3 separate regions of the Rattus norvegicus genome follow, and all the other regions are linked to region 1. A link is a contact called in public Hi-C data. All regions are on one chromosome and are shown on one strand. Each heading gives the region's core, a stretch centred on a gene start, on an enhancer-like site or on the middle of the called end of the contact. The rest is flanking DNA. Distances are from core to core; before and after follow the strand shown.

Region 1 (3,599 bases), core at 444-2,943:
TTATGCTGATGAACACACTGGATACCCGCCTGGTTTCTTTGCTTTTTGAATAATACATTGGAATAGAAATTCACAGAAGCCAAGGCAAACATAATTTTGAGGTAAATGCCCTTTCTCCAATTGTTGCCCGATTTGTTCTAAACCATAATGTGGCCTTGTCATCATTCTGTGATCCAAAAAAACTGTCCCTTTGTGCCTGTGACTGGGGAGGTTCACACTAACAGGCCCACTCTCTGACATTTACTGTCTTATCCCCTCCCACTGCTGAGGTGACTTCCGTTACTGGCCCAAATTCCATCCGCTCATCCTGAGGTCCAGTTCAAACACCTCTTACCTATGAATCTGCCCCTGGTTCCTTCCTAAGGGGGAAAGCCTCTCCTACTCCCACATTTGTAGGCTTGAGTCCATCAGACTCTGAACTCCCTCGGAGGTACCTCCTCAAGGGGCCACGACTGTGTGTGTGGCAGAGGACACTATCATTGTGGCCCAACACAAAATCATGAACCTATTTTAAAAATTGAGGGTTGGGTGCTGGAGAGGCTGCTTGGTCACTCGGTTGTTAAGAACATATACTGCTCTTGTAGAGGACTTGAGTCTGACACCCACATGGGATGGTTCACAGCCTTTAGTAATTCGAGGATCAAGGAGCCTGAAGCCCTATTTCTGGTCTCTCTGGGTACTTATACACATGCGCTAACAGTAGAGTAAATCTTTTTTTTTTTTTTGGTTCTTTTTTTCGGAGCTGGGGACCGAACCCAGGGCCTTGCGCTTCCTAGGCAAGCACTCTACCACTGAGCTAAATCCCCAACCCCTATTTTCTTTTAAAAATGAATGTTTTGTAAATTTTTTCCTCTTAGGAACTTGATTAAATGAATCTCTAGATAAACTTCCTTTAAGGATGCTTTGCAACACCAAGATTGACTCTCCTGTTTGCTGACCTAGGAGGGGAAGCGTGGTTTCCGACACGGTTAGAAGCCTGTAAACACTGAGCAGGCTGGGTCACCCACCTAGAGAAGGTATGGGATGTTAGGTTAATCCCAGTTCTAAATAGCATACACTTCGTGCACATCCGGGAGTCTGCTGAAGAGCCTGCTCACCTTGTCCCTTCTGTCCACTGACATGTGTCGCCTGTGGTTCTGCAAATCAGAACCATTGTTCGAATGTCACAACACCGGGGAACCCATGCACGGAAAAGAGGAATAACTTGCCAAAAGTCACTCAAGGGATGACACGGCTATAATTGTGACCTGGCCTAGTGCTTCTTCCAAGACCCCCCAAACTGTGTGAGCATCTAAGGAAAAAGAGGCTAGCTGTATGACCGCATGTGCACACAGGTGTCCTGTGAAGTGCGGTGACAAAGAGCTCTCCACCAAGCTTTGAGAACACCTAATCAGAAGCTTTCGCGCCTTCACGCACGCGCCATCTATAGCCTTAGATCTCACTACAAGCTAGAGGACGCGTTTGCTGTTTTATGGTACAATAAAGCCACCGTATAACCTCAGCTTAAGGACGGGGTGGGGGGGACCAGCGGCACCCTTAGAGCATGGCAAAAGGTGTGACAAGAGTCACTAGCAGATCCGACGCTGTACAGGGAAGCCACAACGATACCCACACCCAGAGCAGGGCGGTGCCCTGTTCACGTGATCCGACAACGCCCCGCCCCGGCCCTGCTTGGGTCGAACCTGTCTGCGCTTGCGCGGGCGCGGGCTCGCTCGCCGGCCGTCCTGCGGGCGGGCGCCGGGGGCCATGGGTGAGTCCTGTGTCGGGTAGGGAACGGCGGCCCGTGTGCTCCAGCTTCTGGCCATAGAGAAGAGAGGCTTAGAGCAGGGTCGTGGGCTGGCGAGTTCCAGGTCCTGCGCTCGCATTACGTCTGGGCCCGGCGGCTGCGGCCGGGTTCCGGCCCAGGGGCCTGTGGTGCTGCGGCGCGCTCCGGCAGGGAGGCGCCCACAGCTCGGAATCTGCAGGCCCAGGGGATCGCCGTGGCTCGTGGTTCCCTTTGTCTGCGCCCCGCGGGATCGCGGTGGTCCGTGGTACCTCGTGGTGCTGGCGATTCCGCCCAGGGCCTCTCGGACCTCAGGGAGTGGGCAGATGGAAGCCTGGAGAATGCTCGTTTTGAGACACCATGTTTCATCGCGCAGTAAACAGTCTAAGCCGGGCGGGTGGGCGGGCGTCAATTGTTCCATTCTGTGCGGATTGTTGTATCTAGCTTAGGTAGAGGGTGTCAGCACCTCAGCCATGTTTACGACTTTTAGCTTAACCTTTGTTTTGGCCCTTACAGTCTGCCCAGCTGGTCCTAGTGCCCACCTTCTGTTTTGTTTTTACCTGTAGTCTGTTGAACAGAAGAATGAACTGTATGTGGAGTGATCATACCAAAATGGACCTCTGGCGTCTTTGCTTTGAAAGTATTTGAAGACTTAGGTCCAGGGCACATGAGAAACAAATCAGAGTCACCGTTAGTGTTTCTCCTTATGGCGACAAGACACTTCTGACAAGAATTGACTCTAGTCACCCTTGTCAGGTAGAAGGGAGCCAAGCTAGTGGATTTTCATCACAGGTGTAGCTTTATATTTGCAGTGGTAAAGTCACGCTGTAACTAGCACTTGAATCCTGCCTAACCCTGTTTTTGAATGCTGACTCAGACCTGCTGACTAGTGGGAATTCACATCTTTTGAGAATTACAGTTACCCTTTGCCCTGTTTTTGGACAAAGACCTTTGTACTAAGGTCATATCTGGCTTTTGCATATCCCTGTGGGCCGAAAGTTACATGGAATATTTAGAATTTACACTGTTTCTTACATCACAGAAGTTTGACCCTTGTTGGATCCAAGTGGATTTTGCTCCCTTGTGATAGGTTTGGTGGCTTATAGCAAACTAGTGCAGTCATGGTAAATGCATTTATAGTAAATTGCAAAGGAGAAATTTAAATAGAAACCAGTTCATCGGAGTTTAGTCAGTGATGAGAGTGTAGTAGCCAAAAACATGCCATGTTTTAAAATTTAAAAAAAAAAATTATGCCAAGGTGCTTGAATGGAGGTCAGAGGGCAACTTTCCAGATTTTTTCCGTCCACCTCCGGAGTAAGTTTGAGCTGATTGGCGGTAAACTCCTTACTTGATGAGCCATCTTGCCCACTCCCATATTCCAGACTCTTATCAGAACACTGCACACTGTCTTTCCTTCTTGCTGCTGCCTTAAGAAACTTGTTACAGGCTGCAGAGATGGCTCAGCTGTTAGAGGCTAGGCTCAAAACCAAAAAAAAAAAAAAAAAAAAGAGAGAGAGAGAGAGAGAGAGAAGCTAGTCACACCACTCTGGTGGGTGGAGTGCAGCTGACAGGAATGTTTTTAAGTCTGAAATCTGGGAGGTTTGCAAAACATTCCTTTTTTTTTTTTTTTGCTAGGCATGGTGGTTCACACCTTTAATCCCAGTACTCTAGGGGGCAGAGGCAGGTGGATCTCTTGAGTTCAAAGCCAGCCTGGTATACAGAGCAAGTTCCAGGACAGCCAAGGCTACACAGAGAAACCCTGTCTCAAAAAAAAAGGTACTTTTTTAAAATTTTCTGTATAGGACTCTTTAATACCTAGTAATGTAAGTGGTCAAGA
Region 2 (3,599 bases), core at 780-3,279, 430 kb after region 1:
CGCACCCATCCTGGGTACCTATCAGTGCTCAGCACAGACAGTGCTGGGCCCCCTGTCCTGCAGCACACAGGCCCAGAGAGATCTCAAGGTCACAAAGCAAGGCCGTGGCACAGCAGAGAGGTTCAGAGCCCAGGATACCCTCCCTTCTCCACCCTCCAACCTCTACTCCCACCCAGGTATCACATGGTCTTTGCCCTCTTGGAGCCTCCCAGGATCTTACAAACCAGATCGGGGACAACATATGTCAACTGGAGCTACTGCTGGGGGCGCCCTTAGAAGACAGGGAAAACACTACAGACAAGCTCAAAGGCCAGTTACAGCAGGCTGGTGTGCTCACCCGGCACGACCCCCCTCAGAACGTTGGCTCAGGCCGACTCAGCACATACCCGCAGCATCCAGAAGTTTCTTGTCCACGCGGTCACTGAGGCGGCAGAGCAAGCCATAGGCCCCCGCCACGCCTTGCTCCAGATCCTTGCTGGGGATGGGATCATCCGAATTCCACTGCTCTACCTCACAGCTGAAGGAAAGGGAAGCCACTCAAAGAATGTAGAGGGTCCTACAGTGTGCATGGCTGGCAAACATGGGCTTCCACGTGCTATGGCCTTAGGCTAGCCAGAGTTAAGGTCACTCGTGGGGAGGCTCAGAACTGTCTGGAGTGTAGCTGGAGGAGGGGCTGAAGGGCTACCAAAGTGGGGAAAGTTGACAAGAGCTGAAGGCTCCCCTGGCCATGGGAGCACTTGAGTGTGCTTCCTTAGCAGCCCAAAGTGTGAGGTGCTCCTCCAAACCCTTCCACTGAATCCAGAGCGGTCCTGGTGTGTGTACACAGGAGACACTGGACAGTGGCTGGCAAGTCCCCAGGTCCATTCGTCTCAGCTCCTCAGGACCAAAAGTACCAACAAAACAAGTCCTTAGGAAAAACTGTATTGTGCTAGAAAATCTTCAAAACAAATCACATTCCCCAAACCATCAGAATTTAATCCCAGCACTCTAAAGGCAGTGGCAGACCTATCTCTGTAAGTTCGAGGGCAGCCTGGTCAAAAAGCAAGTTTCAGGACAGGCAAGGGTGCAACACAGAGAAATCCTGTCTTGAAAAACAGAAAACAAACAAACAAACAAGCAAACAAAAACTGACTGCTGAGTGCTCTCACCTCCACCCAAACTGGCACCGTAATGCAAAGCTGTCAAGACAAAGTGGCTAAACCGGCAGTGGGAAAGGACTGAGCATAAAGGCCAGGTCTGCCGCCTGGAGCTCAGTGACCCTGGGGCCCTGTGTTCTCAAGTCGGTGATAGAGAACTTCTAAAGCTGACTTCACAGTGTTGGAAGGACTGAAAGTCTGTGTTCACAGCTCCAGATAAGATTCAATAAACAATCATTCAAAGATTCAGAGCACAATCATCAAACGCAAACGGCCCCATCCAGTATCCAAGGAGGCAAGCCAATGGCTGCCATAGTCCCTAAACACTCCTGCCTGCCAGCTAATCTCAGAGGGTAAAATTCACGGCCTGAACCTTGCCTCTTAGGCAATCTCACTTCACTGAAGGCTGGAGACCAATATCCTGGAGCCAGGAGCAAGCCGCCACCCGGAGAATTTTCTCTAAGGCGGCCCCAAACTCCAAGCCAGCCCCTTGAGGACACAGCTGGCAACTCCTGAGCAAAGCCCCCAAGCGCCAGCGCCACCCTCCCCGATCCTGGCTCCACTTAGCCTGCCTGCCAGGCGCCCGGCTCTTGGAAGGTAGCCCCCAGTCCTGGGACAGCTCCGGAAGCCCCAGCCGTGTGTCTGGAGACTCACGATCTACCCAGCGCGGCTGCAGGGGTGTCTGAGGTTGGGTGGACTGGACAGCGTGCCAGGGGCTCAGCTGCAGACCCCACGCCGACGCGGGCGCTTACTCTGTGGCCTGGGCGAGCGCAGCCCTGCCCTGGGCCGGCAAAGGGCCAGTGACGAACACCTTCATGAGTCGCGCGGGTTTCACAAGACCCGCAGCTGCAAACATTAACCAACCTAGCCTAGCAAAAGGCGACGGAAGTGTGGGCGGGGCCGGCGTTGGGGGCGGGGCCAGCGCTGGGGGCTGGGCCGAGTCCGGACCCTAATCCATCCAGTGTGGCTGGGGCTGGCGCTCTGCAGATTTGGGTGTCCGGGGAAAGAGGCCCTTTATTTGTGTGGGTTGAGTGTAGGGCTTCAAGAGCCTTCTTGGGTGTGTGTGCTTTCAAGAGTGACAAGGTCTCGAGACTGTCAAGCATCCCTAAGAGCCTGGAGTGAAAGGCATACTGAAGAGGGCACCTGTGTGAGCGGCTATGGATATGTCTCTGACTATGCTGTCAGAGTGAGGAAAGGAGAAAGCCCTGATAGCCCTGTGAGGGCTATCTTAGCCAAACTATCCCAGACAGAGGCTTCTGGTTAAACACACAGAATTCTAAGCCAAGCCTGACCTGCGTGCTCTCAGGAGGCTAAGCAAGAGGGTCTGAATCCCGACATTATAGCTTTAACACTTAGGATGATTCCCTGGATTGTGATGATATTTTAACCTGCTGACGGTCTGGAAACAGTTCCTGAGCGAGTCAGGGACCAGGTATGCTGGGTCATGGGTAAGTCCAAGGTTTGCAGGTAGATGGGACTGAGTCTGGATCTTGGCTCTAACCCTTTCGAACTATTTGACCATGAGATGACATCCGAGCCCTAATCTGCACTCCCGCCCCTATTTCTTCAGGCACATAATGGGGATAACATTTCCATTGAAGGTTGTTTTCACTACTGAACGGGGCTGCTTAGCCCGAGGGTGGGAGTACTCAGCTGCCTGGGGCTAAATGCTCATTTCACCATGGTGTGCAATTATTAAACTTTGTGTGCCTCAGTTTCCTCATCTGTACAATGGGGATTGTAGTGGTACTTGCCTCTGCTTGCTGAGCAATGACATGTGTACTGTGCTTATAATAGAGACTGAGCCAGGCATGGTGACTATGCTTATAACCCAGCATTCAGGATGTAGAGGCAGGATTGCAAGTTCAAGGCCAGCCCAGACTTCACGGCAAGTGATGCAGGTCCTGAAAACAGTTTAGGGCTTGCTCAGGGTCCCGGGGCCTGCCCATGAGTTCTGCAGCCTCATTTCAGTCCCAAGGCTGTTCAGTGACTTGCTCTCTGGTCTGGATGGGCCCCAAGGGCAACACAGTGGACCCTTCACTGATTTTATGGAGACCCACGAGGACTCCAGTATATAATATACACAGTGTTGACAGTTGTCAACTGGGCCATTTGGGGTACCCACTAATATAGCAGAAGATGGCCTTGAACTTGCCAGAATTACTTGTACCTAGCACTACTTTCTGTTCGCATCTGGGTCCATGCCAAGTCTTTACCCTTACCCTCCCTTTCCTAAGTAATACATTAATGTGTCCCCTACTGACCCTTATGTGTGTTGTTAGGTCACTACAGGGAAAGGAAAGGTCCTGAAAGTTGTCAAACATTGACACAAGGAGGTGTTTTTGTGCCCCTAGGCCAGGTCTGCTGGGCTCTGCTCAACTCTCTCCACATATCCAGGTTGGGCAAGGACAGTGAGCACTGGACAAGCATGTCCACAGGGGCCATGGGTCCCTGCCTCAAGGC
Region 3 (3,599 bases), core at 496-2,995, 300 kb after region 1:
AAGTGTGATCTTTCTAGGTTCTGTCTGCAGCACTCATGAAGGCTGGACCTCTTCCTTGGAGTCAGCCCCTCTCACACCACAGCTGCCTCTCCTGGTCCACTGTATGAATTATAGATGCAAATGCTTACTAAAGCTTGAAGTAGATGAAGTTTTTTACCCTAACCCCAGGGTCTTGCACTCTGTCAATCAGGAAGGTGGGTAGTTATGCTAACATTATCAATCACCCTCATAGTAAAGTATTATTCTTATTTAACCCCAAATTCATTGTTGCTATACAGTCTGTCCTCAAAATAAGGCATTCTGATATTGAATTGTGTGAAAAATTCAGTTGTCTGATTCATGTCTGAGAACTCTAACAGTGCACTTGATTTCCTCTCATTTGTCCAGTGTTGATCAGTTTTGAATTGGGCTCATACTTGCTGCATTTCAAAGTCTGCATTAGAATATTTAAGGATCAGTTTTTGGAGAAAAATGAGTATACAGAAAAAATGTGGGAGATGTTAAAAATTCAGTGTCTGGGGCACTAGCAGTCTGAACTCACTAACTGAGGGTGATAAGCTTGAACTCTGGTTTTCGTATGTGTTTGTTTGTTTGCGTTGGGGCCGTTTGTTTTTTGAGACAGGGTCTTTAGTCCAGATTGTCCTTGTAATTACTTTGTAACCCAGGCTGCCCTGAAACTTGCCGGGATTCTTCTGCCTCTGTCTCCTGAGGGCTGAGATTACAGGTCTCAGACACTGTTTCCAGTGACCTTGAGCTCTTGTTTGTTTGTTTGTTTGTTTGTTTGTTTTGAGACAGGGTTTTTCTGTGTAGACCTGGCTGTCCTGGAACTCACTTGGTAGGCCCAGTTGGCCTTGAGCTCAAAGATCTGCCTGCCTCTGCCTCCCAAATGCTGGGATTAAAGGCATGTGCTACCACTGCCCTGATCTTCAATTCTTGACCCTCTTCTTTCCAGCACCCTAGTGCTGGGAACACAGGCTAGTTTTTGTCAATTTGACACCTAGGAAGAGAAAACCTTAATTGAGGAATTGCCTCCACCAGAAGGCCCTGTTGGTGGACTACTAATTGATGGAGGAAGGCTTAGCCCACTGAAGGCTGCGCCACCCCACGGCGCCACCCCACAGGTGGTCCTAACCAGTAAAAGAAAGTTAGCTGGATGAGGCCAGGGCAAGCTAGCCAGTAAGTACAACATCTCTGCTTGATCTCCGTTTCAGTTCCTGCCTGTTTGTTCCAGCTTGAACTCCTGCCCTGGCTTCCCTGGATAATGTAACAGTTTAGGTACAATAAACCCTTTCCTTCCTAAATTGTCTTGATGGTGTTTATCACAACAACAGTACTAGCCAGGGCTTCATGCATTCTAAGTAAACGCTTTGGCAAACGAATTTCATTCCCAACCAAGCTCTTTTAAATTCCAAACCTAGAAAACACAGATTATAATGTGCATTTTACGAAGCACTATCTTAGACACTTCATAAATGCTATTATTATTTATAATGGTATTTTTGCACACACCTCTCTACTTTGCAGCATAAAACAATTTTACAGTTGGCAGTCTCCGTTTCAGTCCAGCTGGGAACCAAAACACAGTCCAGATCCACCCAAGGCTCAGAGATTTAAGGCTGCGACCGCCCCCTTCAGGTCTCCTAGCTTCAGACACAAGCGTACAGGATGAAGTTTTTCCCTCACAGGTTCCCGTCGCATGACGGAAACAAGGGGTGGGACAGGAAGTGGAGCCTGGTTGAGTTCCGGGTGCAAGGCGGCCGCTGGAGCAGAGCAAGCTGCCGCTCTCGCAAGCTTTGGAGGCAGAGCTGCAATGTTCCGGATCGAAGGTCTCGCGCCGAAGTTGGACCCGGAGGAGATGAAACGGAAGATGCGTGAGGATGTGGTCTCCTCCATTCGGAACTTCCTCATCTACGTGGCCCTGCTGCGAGTCAGTGAGTGTCCTTCTGGGCTGTGACCGTGAGGCCACGCGTCCACGCCCAACTCTGCACGCGGTCGTGAGGCTTTAAACTGAGCATCCAGGGGAGAGTGGGGTACTTGCACGTCCAGGGCTACCCAACCACGCTCACTCTAGGGGTCTGGGGGTCCTGAGGCTGTGCCCAGTGCACGTGGTGGCAGAGGGCGCGTGGTTAAGTCACCTTTGCTCGCCCAACGTTTGTGCTTAAGGAGCTTACACGTATTATCCCCAGAGCAATACCCTCTTTTTGCAAACCTAGAAACGGTCCCCGGGAGATGGCTGACCCAAGGTCATTTGGCCGTTCAGACAATGAGTCTGACTGCAATTCCGGCCGAGCTCTTAATAAGGTACCAGGCGCTTTCTCTTTCTTCTTGCCTTTGCAGTAAAAAAGATTAGCTTTCTTTGTGTTTATTTGCACCGAGGGTGAAGTAAACGATTGTTATTTCTTGAAAAAATATCTGAAGCGTTTGATTTCACCATTAACAAGTTAATTCTGTTGCTTGATCTCGGTACCCCCTTAATCGAGAGCTTGAGTTCACAGGACACATATGCAAGGTTAAAGACACACTGTCAATTTTAAAAGCAGGGGCTGGCTAGATGGCTCACTGAGTTGGGCGCTTTGCCCAAGCTGGACAACCTGAGCGGGATCCCCATTTGGTGGCAGGAGAGAACCAATTTCCAGAAGTTGTACTCTGACCTCCACACCTGCACCACACCACGGAGTACACACAAAGTAAACAATAAAAAGATTTTTTTAAAGCATTGAACGACTTTCTAGCACTGTTCTCTAACGGTATGACAAGTGGACAACCCCTCCCTTGTTCTCAATAGAACATACTTAACATTGTTCAGTGCTTGCTTGCATGTGGCTGTCTTCTGGGCGGGGAGAGGCAGGAGTGGTTGAAATAATTGAAGAGCATACCAAATCTTTTAGAAGACTAGAGTTAGACTTTGCCTGGAACTTACTGAAGTGGAGGCCTCTCTCATTTGGGTGCCTCTTTTGCTGTACTCTCTCTGTATCGCTGGTTTCTCTGGGAGAGGACATCTCAGAGTGTGGAAGCACCCAGAACATCTTGCTCATCTGACAGCCTCTAAACCTTAGCTTTTCCATCCTTTTCTTATAGGGGAGAGCTGTCAAGAAAATGTTAGCCCAGTGATCTTTGTATTTGACACGCACTGGCCGGGCATGCTAGCACACGCCTTTAATCCCAGCACTCAGAAGGCAGAGACAGGCGGATTTCAGTTGAGTTTTAGACCAGCCTGGTCTACAAATGGAGTTCAGAACAGTCAGGGCTGTTACACAGAGAAACCTGTCTTGAAACAAAACAAAACAAAAAAACAAGAGACTTTTGTTATGTGTTTTTCTGCTTGTCTGTATGTGAACCACATGCCTACAAGTGCCTGAGGTCCAGAAGGGGACACTGGAACTCCTGGAACTGGAGTGAAACTGGCAATTAATTGTAAGCTGCCATCGATGGCTGGCTGCTGGGATCTGAACTCAGGTCCTCCTGATTGACAGCAGACACTCTTAACTGCTGAGTCATCTCTAACTGCTGAGTCCTCTCTCTATCCTGGTGATGCCACCTCAGTGTTCCAGACAGCTCTGTGTATGTCATTTATCAAGTCAGCACAGTAACTGGTGGGA

Evidence for each region. Hi-C and Micro-C count contacts between places; a contact is called where the count stands out from the background.
Region 2: a Hi-C map of kidney shows a contact between it and region 1, with 4 times the contacts expected there. The contact joins the promoter of Grhpr here to the promoter of Slc25a51 in region 1. A contact is called at or near these places in 3 of 12 Hi-C or Micro-C datasets (kidney and liver).
Region 3: a Hi-C map of Schwann cells shows a contact between it and region 1, with 7 times the contacts expected there. The contact joins the promoter of Tomm5 here to the promoter of Slc25a51 in region 1. A contact is called at or near these places in 5 of 12 Hi-C or Micro-C datasets (Schwann cells, frontal cortex, hepatocytes and 2 more).

What each region holds. Positions count from the first base shown.
Region 1 is chr5:64,457,098-64,460,696 of GRCr8, reverse strand. It overlaps Slc25a51 (solute carrier family 25, member 51), which reads left to right and starts at 1,693. Exons shown (of 3, transcript NM_001024785.3): 1 at 1,693-1,750.
Region 2 is chr5:64,028,286-64,031,884 of GRCr8, reverse strand. It overlaps Grhpr (glyoxylate and hydroxypyruvate reductase), which reads right to left and starts at 2,029. Exons shown (of 9, transcript NM_001113754.1): 1 at 1,889-2,029; 2 at 387-517. The coding sequence starts at 1,992.
Region 3 is chr5:64,159,003-64,162,601 of GRCr8, reverse strand. It overlaps Tomm5 (translocase of outer mitochondrial membrane 5), which reads left to right and starts at 1,745. Exons shown (of 2, transcript NM_001398960.1): 1 at 1,745-1,931. The coding sequence starts at 1,811.